2 separate regions of the Mus musculus genome follow, and region 1 is linked to region 2. A link is a contact called in public Hi-C data. All regions are on one chromosome and are shown on one strand. The core of a region is the stretch at or near the end of the contact, and the rest is flanking DNA. Distances in the headings are between cores, read along the strand shown.

Region 1 (5,964 bases), core at 1,222-3,721, 36 kb before region 2:
CTGTACTGGAAATAAGAAGCTGTAAAAACATGGAACAAAGCAAAGCAGCACAGCCACCACTAATGGTTAAAGTGGCGCCTCTGTGTGTGGGTGTGTGGGGGGGACACAAGGGCTACAAACACAATGGTCATCAGTGGCCTGATCACAGTCAGCATCTGCCATCTGGAACTTATGCATCAATGACTGGGTCCTGATTACCACTTAACCATCAGTACCGGTGAGAAGCCATCAGCAATTGGCTTAAGTCTCTATAGACACACAGTTTATAAACGTAAGCCTAAAGCCCAGACCTTAGGCCCTGTTGAAGGAGATCCCCACTTCACCATCCTTTAACACTCTCTCCTTCCGTTTAGTTTTCTTTGACTGGGAAGTATTTTTTTTTCTTCATTATTAGTTTTCTTCAATTTTAATTTGTCAAAATTCTCCACTTCAGACAAGTCTGGCTTATCATTCACTCATATTGACTGCCTGCTCCAAGATATGTTCCAGGACAACAGGTTAAACTGCTGCTGGCTCAGGACCAGGCTGGGGGCACATTTAGAAAAGAAAATGGGCTGTCGAGATAACTCAGCTGGTAAAAGTGCTTGTTGCCAAATTTGATGACCTGAGTTTAATCCCAGAACCCACATGGTGGGAAGAGAGAACCTCAACAAACACAATGTGGTACTCATGTCCACTCCTCACCAAAAATAAATAAATGTAAAATACACTTGTAATACCAGTTCTTGGTAGGCTGAGGCAGGAGATCAATCTTAAGTGCAAGGCTGAACTACATAGAAGATTGTTTCTTGATAATCACTCGCCACCACTTGAGCACTTGACTCTCATCCTTTGAGTAAACAGGTGAGTTTGCTGCCCTGCCCCTCTCTCATCACACAGGCTCCCCATTCCCCTCTCGAGATAAGGAGTCTTCCTTGGATTGGCATCAGGTGAGTTCCTGGAAGGCTAACCCCACAGAATGTGTGTGTGTGTGTGTGTGTGTGTGTGAGAGAGAGAGAGAGAGAGAGAGAGAGAGAGAGAGAGAGAGAGAGACTTGATGTGATTCCCCATAAATGATCTTGGTGGCCCAGTGACTCCTTGGCAATCCCAATCCACAAAGAACCTGGGGCCAAGAACACTGTGAAGAGAAAGAAGCCCCTCTCAGCCCTCATATCCCTGAAAAGGGCAGCAAAAGCAGACCTGAAGGTAAGTCCTGAGAGACCAGCTACTGGAGAGCAGAAGCCAGGGCTGGCAGCAAACCTGCACAAAATTACAGGCAGAAAATGGCAAGGCCCTTTTGGATGGAGTCAGAGCAGAGGCAAGTGGGAGCAGCCACCACCACTAGAGCTGGTGGGGCCAGGAGGCCCAATGTTAGCCTGCACTATGCCTGCCTGCCTGCCTAGGCCTAGCTCTCTTTTTTTCCTAGTACTGTGGTTTGGCAGCTCTGAAGCCCAGTTTCCTCATCTGTAAATTCAGGTGCCACTTCTAGCCCAGATAGATCATTCCCGGACCAACTGAGACAGAGACCTGAAAGTACTAAATCTTGGTAATGAATGCCAGCTGTTGTCACTCTTTCTCACTGTCTTTTCTCCTCCCACATGAATGGAGGGATATAGAAGAAATATTCCCAATCTCCCCAAAGCCCTATACAGATCACACCAGCATCCCTATACATATACATATACATATACATATACATATACATATACATACACATACACATACACATACACATACACATACATATACATACATACATGTTCACACATGCATGTATATACACCAAGGTCCTCTTGCTAACTGCCCCAAGGCCCTCCATCAAAGCCTTTCTCTGTATAGAGGTAGCATGAAGTCTGCTATATACCAATCCCTCCAAGGTTTTCTGAGTAGGATATTGATATGAGTCATACCAACACATACACACAAAAAGAGACAGACACAGAGAGAGAGAGAGAGACAGACAGACAGAGAGAGACAGACAGACAGACAGACAGACTAGTCCTCTAGCACAGAGCATGCTTTCATCACATGTAAAAACCTAGCCTAGCAGTTGATTAAGATTTATAGGGCCATACCTGCTCTGGAACAATTACCTTGTACCAGCCACCAACACACATACACAGAGAGAGAGAGACAAGAGACAGAGACAGAGAGACAGAGGCACACAGAAAGAGACAGAGAAGGAGACACACACTGTCGCACACATACAGAGCGAGTGAGAGAGAGAGAGAGAGAGAGAGAGAGAGAGAGAGAGAGACTAGTCCTCTAGCAATCCCAATTGAAAGCTAGCATGCTTTCATCACATGTAAAACCCTAGCCTAGCAGTTGATTCAGATTTATAGAGCCATACCTGCTCTGGAACAATTACCTTGTACCAGCCAAGCACCTAGGTGTGCTGCACACAGAGGACGTGATAGAGGATCCACAGGCAGTAACTGCTCCACCCGAGGTCATTGGCCCCAGAATACAAAGTTCTCCAGCACTAGACTGCTGGAGGCCTGGGCTGTAGCCAAGGCTGAAATCAGGGGAAGGGGCGCCGCCTCCTGAGGCCATCATGGGCCACTGGCTGCCTAGGAGGGCCGGGCCAGAGAGGCGGGGCAGTGGGTCATGCAGAAAGTAGATGAGCAGTGGCCTAGAGCCTGTTCCCTGGGCCCTCAGGAATACACAGAATTACAAGACAATACCTGCTAGAAAGCAGCTGCAGACTTTTGTGGTGGATTTTGGACATACTGCCACTTGAAGTTCAAGGCATAAAAATGTCACTCAGAAAGTAGAATGGTACCTAGACAGGCTGCTTGGTAGGGACTGTGCCAGGCATGATGGAGGGCAAGGGTCACATTAGCCTGAAGGCTGGTTCACTACTACAGTCACAGGAGGCCTGTGCTGCAACCAGCCTCTCCCCTAATTCAATGCACTGCCAGACACAAGACAAGGCCGTCACAGACAAGAGAACATACCACCTTGTTCCTAAGCATCTCCATAGCTGATCTAGCCTTTCCCTCACTGAATGAATCCCACTGCCCTCACAGGCCTACACTCAGGAACTTTTAAAATCATGATCAGCCAGAGAGATCCAGCCGCAGGACAGCTGTGGACCCACTGGGTCCCCTTAGGGCCCCACAGATGTTGTGACAGCCAACGGAGTGTTGAGTTCCAGGGTCTGAGATAACTCCAGTGATAAGGTTGACCAAGTTGCACCTGAGTCTCAGCAAATTCTCAAAGCTGAAGGGACAGAACCGTCTGCACAGCTCAGGGGGTATCATAGAGCTTGGGGGCCAGGTGAGAGAGCTCAGGGGTATCATAGAGCCTGGGGGTCAGGTGAGAGAGCTCAGGGGTATCATAGAGCCTGGGGGTCAGGTGAGAGAGCTCAGGGGTATCATAGAGCCTGGGGGTCAGGTGAGAGAGCTCAGGGGTATCATAGAGCTTGGGGGCCAGGTGAGAGAGCTCAGGGGTATCATAGAGCCTGGGGGTCAGGTGAGAGAGCTCAGGGGTATCATAGAGCCTGGGGGTCAGGTGAGAGAGCTCAGGGGTATCATAGAGCTTGGGGGCCAGGTGAGAGAGCTCAGGGGTATCATAGAGCTTGGGGGTCAGGTGAGAGAGCTCAGGGGTATCATAGAGCCTGGGGGTCAGGTGAGAGAGCTCAGGGGTATCATAGAGCCTGGGGGTCAGGTGAGAGAGAAGCAGAGCACCTAGGGTGGTAGGAAGACCTTGGGTGGGCACTGAATAGTGTGGTACCCTCCAAGCCCCCCAGAATTCCTCGTTTGGGTACTAAAGGGGACCCAACCTGTCCTGGCATCCTAATCTAATGTGACCATCCTCTTTCCTCACAACAGTGCCTCTTGGGAAGGTGTTTCCAATTACAGCCCTTCAGGCTGGCACTATTCCAGATGTCTCCTGTCATCCTCATCCCAAAAGATAGCATGGCTAGAGAGAGTAGTGGGAATGGGGGGCAGGCTTTCACTTAGACCACACAGTACCCTATTAGGGGAGTACTTGGTTGGATGGTTACCATGAAGTCCTCGTAGTTGACAATGGTTCAGACTCCAATTTAAATCCTCTGAGGGAAAGCCCTCCTACTTGGTGACATCAATAGTGGAGACCTGAAGTTTGCATTAAGCCTGAAGCTTCCAGAAAGTTCCTTTCCTTCTACATGGGAAAAGCACTCTGATTCTGCAGGCACAGCAACTGGTCCAGAGCACATGCCTCAGGGGATACCATACTGTCTTCCTTGGAGTGACACACAAGTAGAACTCCTTTCCTGCCCACAGAGATGGGGGAGATGGCAAAAGAACAAGCAACCCACTGTTCCCCAAGATCCTTCATCCCATGTTCCTCTTCAGAACACCAGCAACCTGAAGAGGCCTGTTTGCTATTTTCTGCAAATGCTGGCTAACAGATCTCATTCTTGTCTCGGGTTGTGCATTAAAAACAGGGAAATTCCAGGAGCTTGAAAGAACCCAGATGTCCTTCAACAGAGGAATGGATACAGAAAATGTGGTACATTTACACAACAGAGTACTATTCAGATTCATGAAATTCTTAGGCAAATGAATAGAACTAGAAAATATCATCCTGAATGAGGTAATCCAATTGCAAAAGAACATACATGGTATGCACTCACTGATAAGTGGATATTAGCCCCAAAACTCCAAATAACCAGGATACAATTCACAGACCACATTAAGCTCAATAAGAAGGAAGACCAAAGTGTGGGTGCTTTGGTCCTTCTTAGAAGGAGAACAAAATACTCACAGAAACAAATATGGAGATAAAGTGTTGAGCAGAGACTGAAGGAAAAGCCACCCAGAGACTGTCCCACCTGGGGATTCATCCCATATACAGTTACCAAACCCAGACACTATTGTGGATGCCAAGAAGTACATGGTGAAAAGAGCCTAAAATGGCTGTCTCCTGAGAGGCCCTGCCAGAGCCTTACAAATACTGAGGCAGATGTTCACAGCCAACCATTGGACTGAGCGTGTGGTCCCCAATAGAGAAGTTACAGAAAGGACTGAAGGAGTTGAAGGGGTTTGCAACTCCACTGGAAGAGCAATACCTACCAGCCAGACCTTCCAGAACTCCCAGGAACTAAGCCATCAACAAAGGAGTACACATGGCTCTAGCTGCATATGTAGCAGAGGATGGCCTTGTCATACATCAATGGGAGAAGAAGTCCTTGGTCCCATGATAGATGCCCCAGTGTAGGGGAACTGAGGGTGGGGAGGTGGGAGTGGGTGTGTGGGTGGAGGAGCACCCTCACAGAAGCAGGGGGAGGAGGATGTGATAGAGTGTTCCTGAGAGGGAGGGAAACCAGGAAAGGGGATAACATTTGAAATGTAAATAAAGAAAATATCCAATAAAAAAGAAAATTATAACATTATATCGAAATAAAATAAAATAAATTGGAGGATTATAAAACAAACAAACAAACAAACGGGAGAATAGACTGCTGTGACTGCCACTGAGGACGTGTAAATAACTCCTCTCCAGCCACAGTGAATGAGCCACAGTGAAGCGATGGGCGTCTAGCACACCTGTTTCTACCTTGTTACTCAAGGCAGCTCTTGGGAAACTTTTCACCTCATCCTGCTCCAGTTTTCTCCAACACTGGATCTATGAACTCAGCATTCCTCCTTCCAGACAGAAAACCATAGAGCTGAAATGGTGCCTACAACAAAATGCCAAATGAGGCAGGGCAAAGGTCCTAACATCACAGGCGTGAGGTCTGTCGCACTGCCCATGTGGGTTCTACAGTGAGGGGTGGGGGAGGCAAGCTCCCAGTGTCAGCAGGTCACTCTACAGGGTCCTCTCCCAAGCTCCCAGTGTCAGCAGATCACTCTACAGGGTCCTCTCCCAAGCTCCCAGTGTCAGCAGATCACTCTACAGGGTCCTCTCCCAAGCTCCCAGTGTCAGCAGGTCACTCTACAGGGTCCTCTCCTTCAGAGGCGCTTTTACAGTTGCTTTAGGATGAACTGACAGCAGCCA
Region 2 (6,105 bases), core at 562-3,061:
ACTCCCCGGCCTTGCACCACCTTTCCCTTCCTTTGACCTCCAACTAGAGGACCAGTATAGAGAGTGGATGGCTAGGGAGAGAGGGTGGGAGGACAGCGAGGGAAGGGAAGCACAACCCACATCTCCTGCCTTTGCCCCAGGACCCACCATCCCCTTCCTGAAGATACTTCTCTCACCTAGACCCAAGTAAGCTCCAGGCACTTCATAGGGAAGGTGCCTTTTTTGACCCTAAAATGGGCCCTACTCAGAAGTCACAAACATAAGACCCCTCGCTGGCTCTCAAAGCACTGTACCCCCATAACAAACAGCAAGCAGCATGAGGGCTGCTGGGAATGGATTTTTTATTTTCGATGAGACTGTAACACCAGCGCCCACAGCCACAGTAAAGCCACTTGGCTAGAGCTGAAGAAGGAAAACAAAGTGCCATTCAGGGCCCAGGGACAAACAATAGGCCCTTATCCTCTCTTCTGGTCCAGGCCCAGAGCTGCTAAGCAGAACTAGAAGGCACAATGGGCAGCCCCTGGGCAGGGTACCCCTTAGATGTGTGTGGTCCCAGACAAACTTTGTGTGTGTGTATGTGTGTGTGTGTGTGTGTGTGTGTGTGATCTGTATACATGAAGGACTTGAACCATTAAGTATTACTCTGCTAGTACCATTCTGATAGCCCAGTGACACAGGTCCATATAGGAAATGTCACAACTGCCTCCTGGGACTGGGCTTAGACATAGACCAAAATAATTACATGGGACAGCTGGCTATCCTTGCCCAGGGATACAACTCAAGAGCATCCCAAAGGGTTAATGTGTGCCAAAAGGGCACAAGATGGGAACTGTGAGCATTTGGAGGAAGGAACTCCAAAGTGTTCCTTGAGGTGTGGCCGGGGCCAGAAGCCACTCTTGAGCAAACAGTGGTACTTCTAAAAATATAATCACAATCATGGGTTTGAAAGGTTTGTCCTCAAAAAATGGGTGAGGAATTAGAAGTCTAAACACTTCCTGTTTCCCATCTCTGGGGCGATCAAGCCACCTTGGAAACAGTAAACAGTGAGTCCCTGGGTCTTCACACTCCCTCCTATTGGCTACAGGATACGTTGAGTGTAGCACCTTACTGGGCCAGCCCCTCAGTGAGGCCCAGAGGTGAGGTACCAAAAAAGGAGAGCAAAGAAAGCCTTTACTGAGAGGCTAGGATCAGGCAGTATGAATTGAGAACAAACCCAGATGACTCCCAGATTGGTAACCTCTGCTGAAGCACTGAATTCAACTCTAAACATGCTCTGTCCCCTAGGGGCCAATTCTGCCACCCATACCAGAGCTGGTTAAAGGTAATGCCTGCAAAACCCTAGGCTGGGCTAATGAGAAGAGGCTCACCAGATCATCAGACAGCACCAATCATGAGCCTAGCAGGGCAGCAGGGGGCTGCTCCCGCTCCTCTTTCACTCTCCACTTGATGACAGGGAGAGACAATTCTGAGTTTGAAATGTGCCTAAGGTTCAAGTATCCTGCCAAACTGCCAGTCAGAAGCTGCCAGCTGCAGGAGACAGATAGCTACAGGGGAGGGAGGATCCCCTAGAGGCCCCCATGGGCTTGGGGCGTGCTCCTGAGCGCTGTGCTTTTCCTCCACAGTATGATCACAGCATTAACTGCACAGGCTCTGGCCTTCTGCTGGCTTCTTTGATGACAGGAGATGTCAGGGCCTTCTTTTCCCTACTGTGTTCCCAGCAGGTATCTGAGACTTACTCCTTCAGCTACAGAGCAGTACCCAAAGCCAGGTCTATAGTACAGCACTCCATGCCAGGCAGCTACACAGAAACTAAGGGTGTGGAGTGATGCAGCCCCACCCACAAAGGGCTATGCTGGTGGCCTTCCCTCAGAGGAACTCTGGGGAAATGGGCCAGGGATCTCAGGAGGCAGGATGCCAGGCTCCAAGGTTCCCACTACACATCCCAAAGTCTCGTGCTAAAAGGAGGAGAGAGGGTATCCGGGCAGCAATCCCAGCTCTGACAAGCATGCACTGGTGGGTGATGCCTGGTTCCAGCCCAAGGCCCCACTTTGGTTCTGTCTCCTCTCTTAGTCCAGGCGCCAGCAATTGCTCGAATCTTCCTGCTCTTCAAGCTAAGTACTCTCTACCCTGACTCGAACTCCCTCAAAGCTCTCCACAGTCCCCGTCCTGTCCTTCTGCCCCCTCATCCCCAGTAAACAAGCTCAGCAACTCGCATTTCTTTAGCCCCAGGGTCTGCTGGAACACACACTACTGTTGGCAGGACTTGGCAAAAAAACAAAACAAAAAAAAAAATGCCCTTTGTGCAGGGGCAGGTTCTCTTTCCTGGCTCTCCTGTCCATTCCAACTGGGTAAATAGTTATGGAAATAAACCCAATGGGAGAATAAGATGGAACCACAGAAAGTGTACGGTGGACTTAGCCCTTTGTAACTTCCAGTAAACCATTACTGGAAAACTCATAGTCCCCTCAGGAATGTATGTGGAAAAGCTCTGCTTAGGAGAAGGAGCTCTGCAAATCAGCATAAGCTTCTGGGGGGGGGGGGGAGCCTTCTCCTTTTCCTACCTAAAATAAAGGAATTGATAAGCTAAGAAAAAAAGTATGGGATTCTAGAACTAAGCTCCAAGGAAGACTAGGCCAGTCCAGGGCACCCTAATTCTGGTGTACAGTGAAAGAAGCTGCTGTCTACTGTCACTGGGCTTTGCCTCAAACTTTGGTTCAGGACACCAATCTTTAAATTGTATATCCACTGCCCTGGTTGCCGTTAGAAAGGAAAGGTCTGGAAATCTCCTGGCACTTTCAACCCTAAAGGAGAGATCTGTTTGGTACTTAGGTGACCTGGGTTGACAGTTACCCAGCCTAGGGGGTCCTGGCAGCACCATTCCCTGCTCAGGGCAAGCTGCAGGGAAGGTCCTCCAAGGGCTGCCTACTATCTAAAATGGCCTAAGAGGACATGTAACAAAAAGAGAACAAGATTCTCAGCTTTCCCCTGGGTTAATAGTCTTCTTATCCAAGATGCAGCAGCCACAATCAATTGTAAAATATCTAACTGGTCAGTGGTGGCACACACATTTAATCCTAGCACCCAGGAGGCAGAGAGGCAGAGAGGCAGAGAGGCAGAGAGGCAGAGAGGCAGAGAGGCAGAGAGGCAGAGAGAGAGGCAGAGAGGCAGAGAAGCAGAGAGGCAGAGAGGCAGAGAGGCAAGGGCATTCTGAATTCAAGGCCAGCCTGATCTACAGAGTTCCAGAACAGCCAGGGCTACACCAAGAAACCCTGTCTGGGGCCAGGGAGATTAACCTTTAATCAAGAATCCAAGTCCATCCTCTCACAGAAGCCTATATTACTCTCTATGGTATGACAGAAACAATGAATGGGTTCTCTCCTCCTCCCAACAATGCTTCGAAAGAGAACTGCACTAGTGAGACTCTCGCCACCCCATGTAGCTACTGTACAGGGAGGTGACTAAACCTCCATAGGTTCCCTCTAGACCAACTCCACTATTAACATTCCACTTCTAGTCATTACAGATAGAGAAATGAGAAGCAAAAGAATAAAGCACACATTTCTCAGCTGGTGAGATGCTCAGCCCGTAAAGGGTCTTGCTGCTAAGTCTGACAAGCAAGAGTTTGATCTCCAGGAACAACATGGTTGATGGAAAGAACCAACTCTAACCAATTGTCCTGACATGCAACCCGCCCCCCACACCTATAATTAGACTATTTAGAAAACAGACTTCCCCAGCCTCTGGTCACTTTGAGGCAATAACCTCCAAACGTCCTCCTCAAGGGGGTCCCAGCAACGCTAGAGCTTCTGCCTGGATGTTAAAAAAGAACAACTAAAGAGGAAAACATTTGTTTGCAAGTTCTCTCTTCGAAGAGTACTCTGTAGGGCCAAGGTAGGGTCTGTGCCAATGCTACACACTCTCCAAGATGTCTAGAGTGGGATAGTGCAGTGACAACAGTGGAATGAATGGGTCCCAGGCCAGAGTGAATGAGCCAGTTTTGAGGATCTGTGCTAAGAAGAACACATAGGCAACAATGAAGTGGGTGAAAGCTTGAGGCATGGTACCCAGGGCTCTTCTGTGTGAAGGTGGAACTCAAAGCTCGGTCATAACTCTTTGGAGTTACTCTATTACTCAAGATAAATACCTGGGTTTATGAGAATGGGCATCAGTGACAAGTGATACCAACTTAGTAGTAGCAGTTTGGAGCCCTGACAATGCATTTTTTAAAAAAAAAAATGCTTGTTCAGTGACTATATGAATGAATAGGCTCAGAACAAGGCTGCTTGTGTCAGAAGTGATCAAACAGGCAGAGATAGGCAAAAGGTGTAAGGATGACTAGAGCATACCATCCTTTTTTTCATGTCATACTTCTTGCTGGGACAGGTGAAGGACACAGTGAGGGTGGGGTAGAATGGAGAGAGCAATGGTATTCTCAGACTCCACAGACCCTGGTGACTCAGAGGATACCTGCTGAAAGCTCTCTTCCTTTTTTTTTTGTTTTTTTTTTGGGGGGGGGTTGGTTTTTTTGTTTTGTTTTGTTTTGTTTTTCGAGACAGGGTTTCTCTGTGTAGCCCTGGCTGTCCTGGAACTCACTCTGTAGACCAGGCTGGCCTCGAACTCAGAAATCCACCTGTCTCTGCCTCCCAAGAAATTTCTATTCCTTATAAGCTAAGTATCCATGCTACAGTGTAACAGAAAGATCTATCTTCTTTCTCCTGCCATAGGCTCCTGCCTAATGGCTGGGACAAAAGGAAAACCCCAAACATAGACTCAATTTTGGAAGATGGGACAAGCACAGGGAGACAGTCACTGGGGCTGGCCCTGGGTAGGGACAGTACACCAGATCTAAACAGGAGCTTGCTTCAACCCTGATTCTTTAAGCCGTACCTCTCTCATCACACACTCTCCTCCAAGTGGCCCTGCCCTTTGGCTCCTTCTTTCTACTTGACATCAGGACTCTCTTCTGTTCGGGGAACCAGAGCTGGGCCGAGATCCAGACTTCATTTGTTCAATGCACAGAGACATTAGTGTGGAACGAAGGAAGCACGGCTAAGGAGGAAACGCCTTTCCTGGCCCTTGGCTGGGCTGCCAGTGACTGTACCCATTTATACCCTCTTCCCTGTACACGTAAGGAAGAAAACCCAGTTTCACTGAACAGCTAGGAGTGAGCAAACAGCCTCAAGAAGAAACTCAGTCACTAGCAAAAAAAAAAAAAAAACCCAAACCAAAAAACAACAACAAAAAATTCCTTTGTATTTCTTCAGACCTTCAGGCAAGATTGTCTTTATCTCTGTTGTAGTCCTTAAGAGCATTTTAAATTTGAGTGTATAGCATATACCTGCAATCCCAGCACTCAGGAAGTAATCTGCTATACAGCAAAATTGAAGCTATCCCTGGCTACATGAGATCCTGTTTCAAACAAACAGGTAAACAAACAAAGAGCTATATTCTAGAGAGGAAATGGGGGGGGGGGGGGAGAAGAACATGCTAAACAGATGAAAAGTGGGGCACCTAGGCAAAAGCCCTGCTCCTGGATTCCAGACACAGTGTGTAGAGAGGGGAAAGACTACAGGCTTTGCAAAGAACACAACACAGAAACAAGAGCCAAACAGAGACATTCAGAGACAAGCACAAGCTCAGACCTTCAGAGGTAGGAATGTTTTGTTTAGTCACCACTGTGGGCAGGATGATGGAGGGATAGCTTGGGTGCTAGCAGTGTCAGAGATTCTAGGTCTGAACTCTGCCATGTCCAGGACAAGGAGCTTTCCCCTTGAAGAACCTCCAATATGGTTCTAAGAAAGCAGAGGGCTGGGCTGTGGCTCAGTGGTAGACTTGTCTAGCATAGCATGTGAAGTAGAAATGCTAGGAGAAGCAATACCAGGAAAGCTGGGTGTGGTAGAGCACTCTTGAAATCTAACACTGGAAGGCTAAGCCAGAAGAACCACTGAGAGTTTGTACCCAATATGAGTGAGGGCCAGCCTAGGTGACACAGTAAGTCTCCATCATTCATTAGTTAATTAACAGTTGGGTGGTAGATTTGATAGAGTGCTTGCCTTGCATAAGCCTTGAGTGCAATCCCAAGCACCACAGAAATCAGCGCGAAGG

What was found. A called contact is a pair of places that touch in the nucleus more often than the background predicts.
Region 1: a Hi-C map of liver shows a contact between it and region 2, with 1.7 times the contacts expected there. A contact is called at or near these places in 9 of 484 Hi-C or Micro-C datasets (brown adipocytes, cerebral cortex, embryonic fibroblasts and 4 more), 5 of 130 datasets of targeted methods (embryonic fibroblasts, embryonic stem cells, intestinal villus epithelium and 2 more) and 3 of 9 other capture datasets (adipose tissue, liver and pancreatic islet).

The regions. Positions count from the first base shown.
Region 1 is chr19:4,590,826-4,596,789 of GRCm38.p6, reverse strand. Pcx (pyruvate carboxylase) reads right to left here and starts at 2,471. Exons shown (of 20, transcript NM_008797.3): 1 at 2,348-2,471.
Region 2 is chr19:4,554,172-4,560,276 of GRCm38.p6, reverse strand. It overlaps a transcript of Pcx not described here. Among named protein-coding and RNA genes, the nearest start is that of Pcx, 37 kb to the left of the region's middle.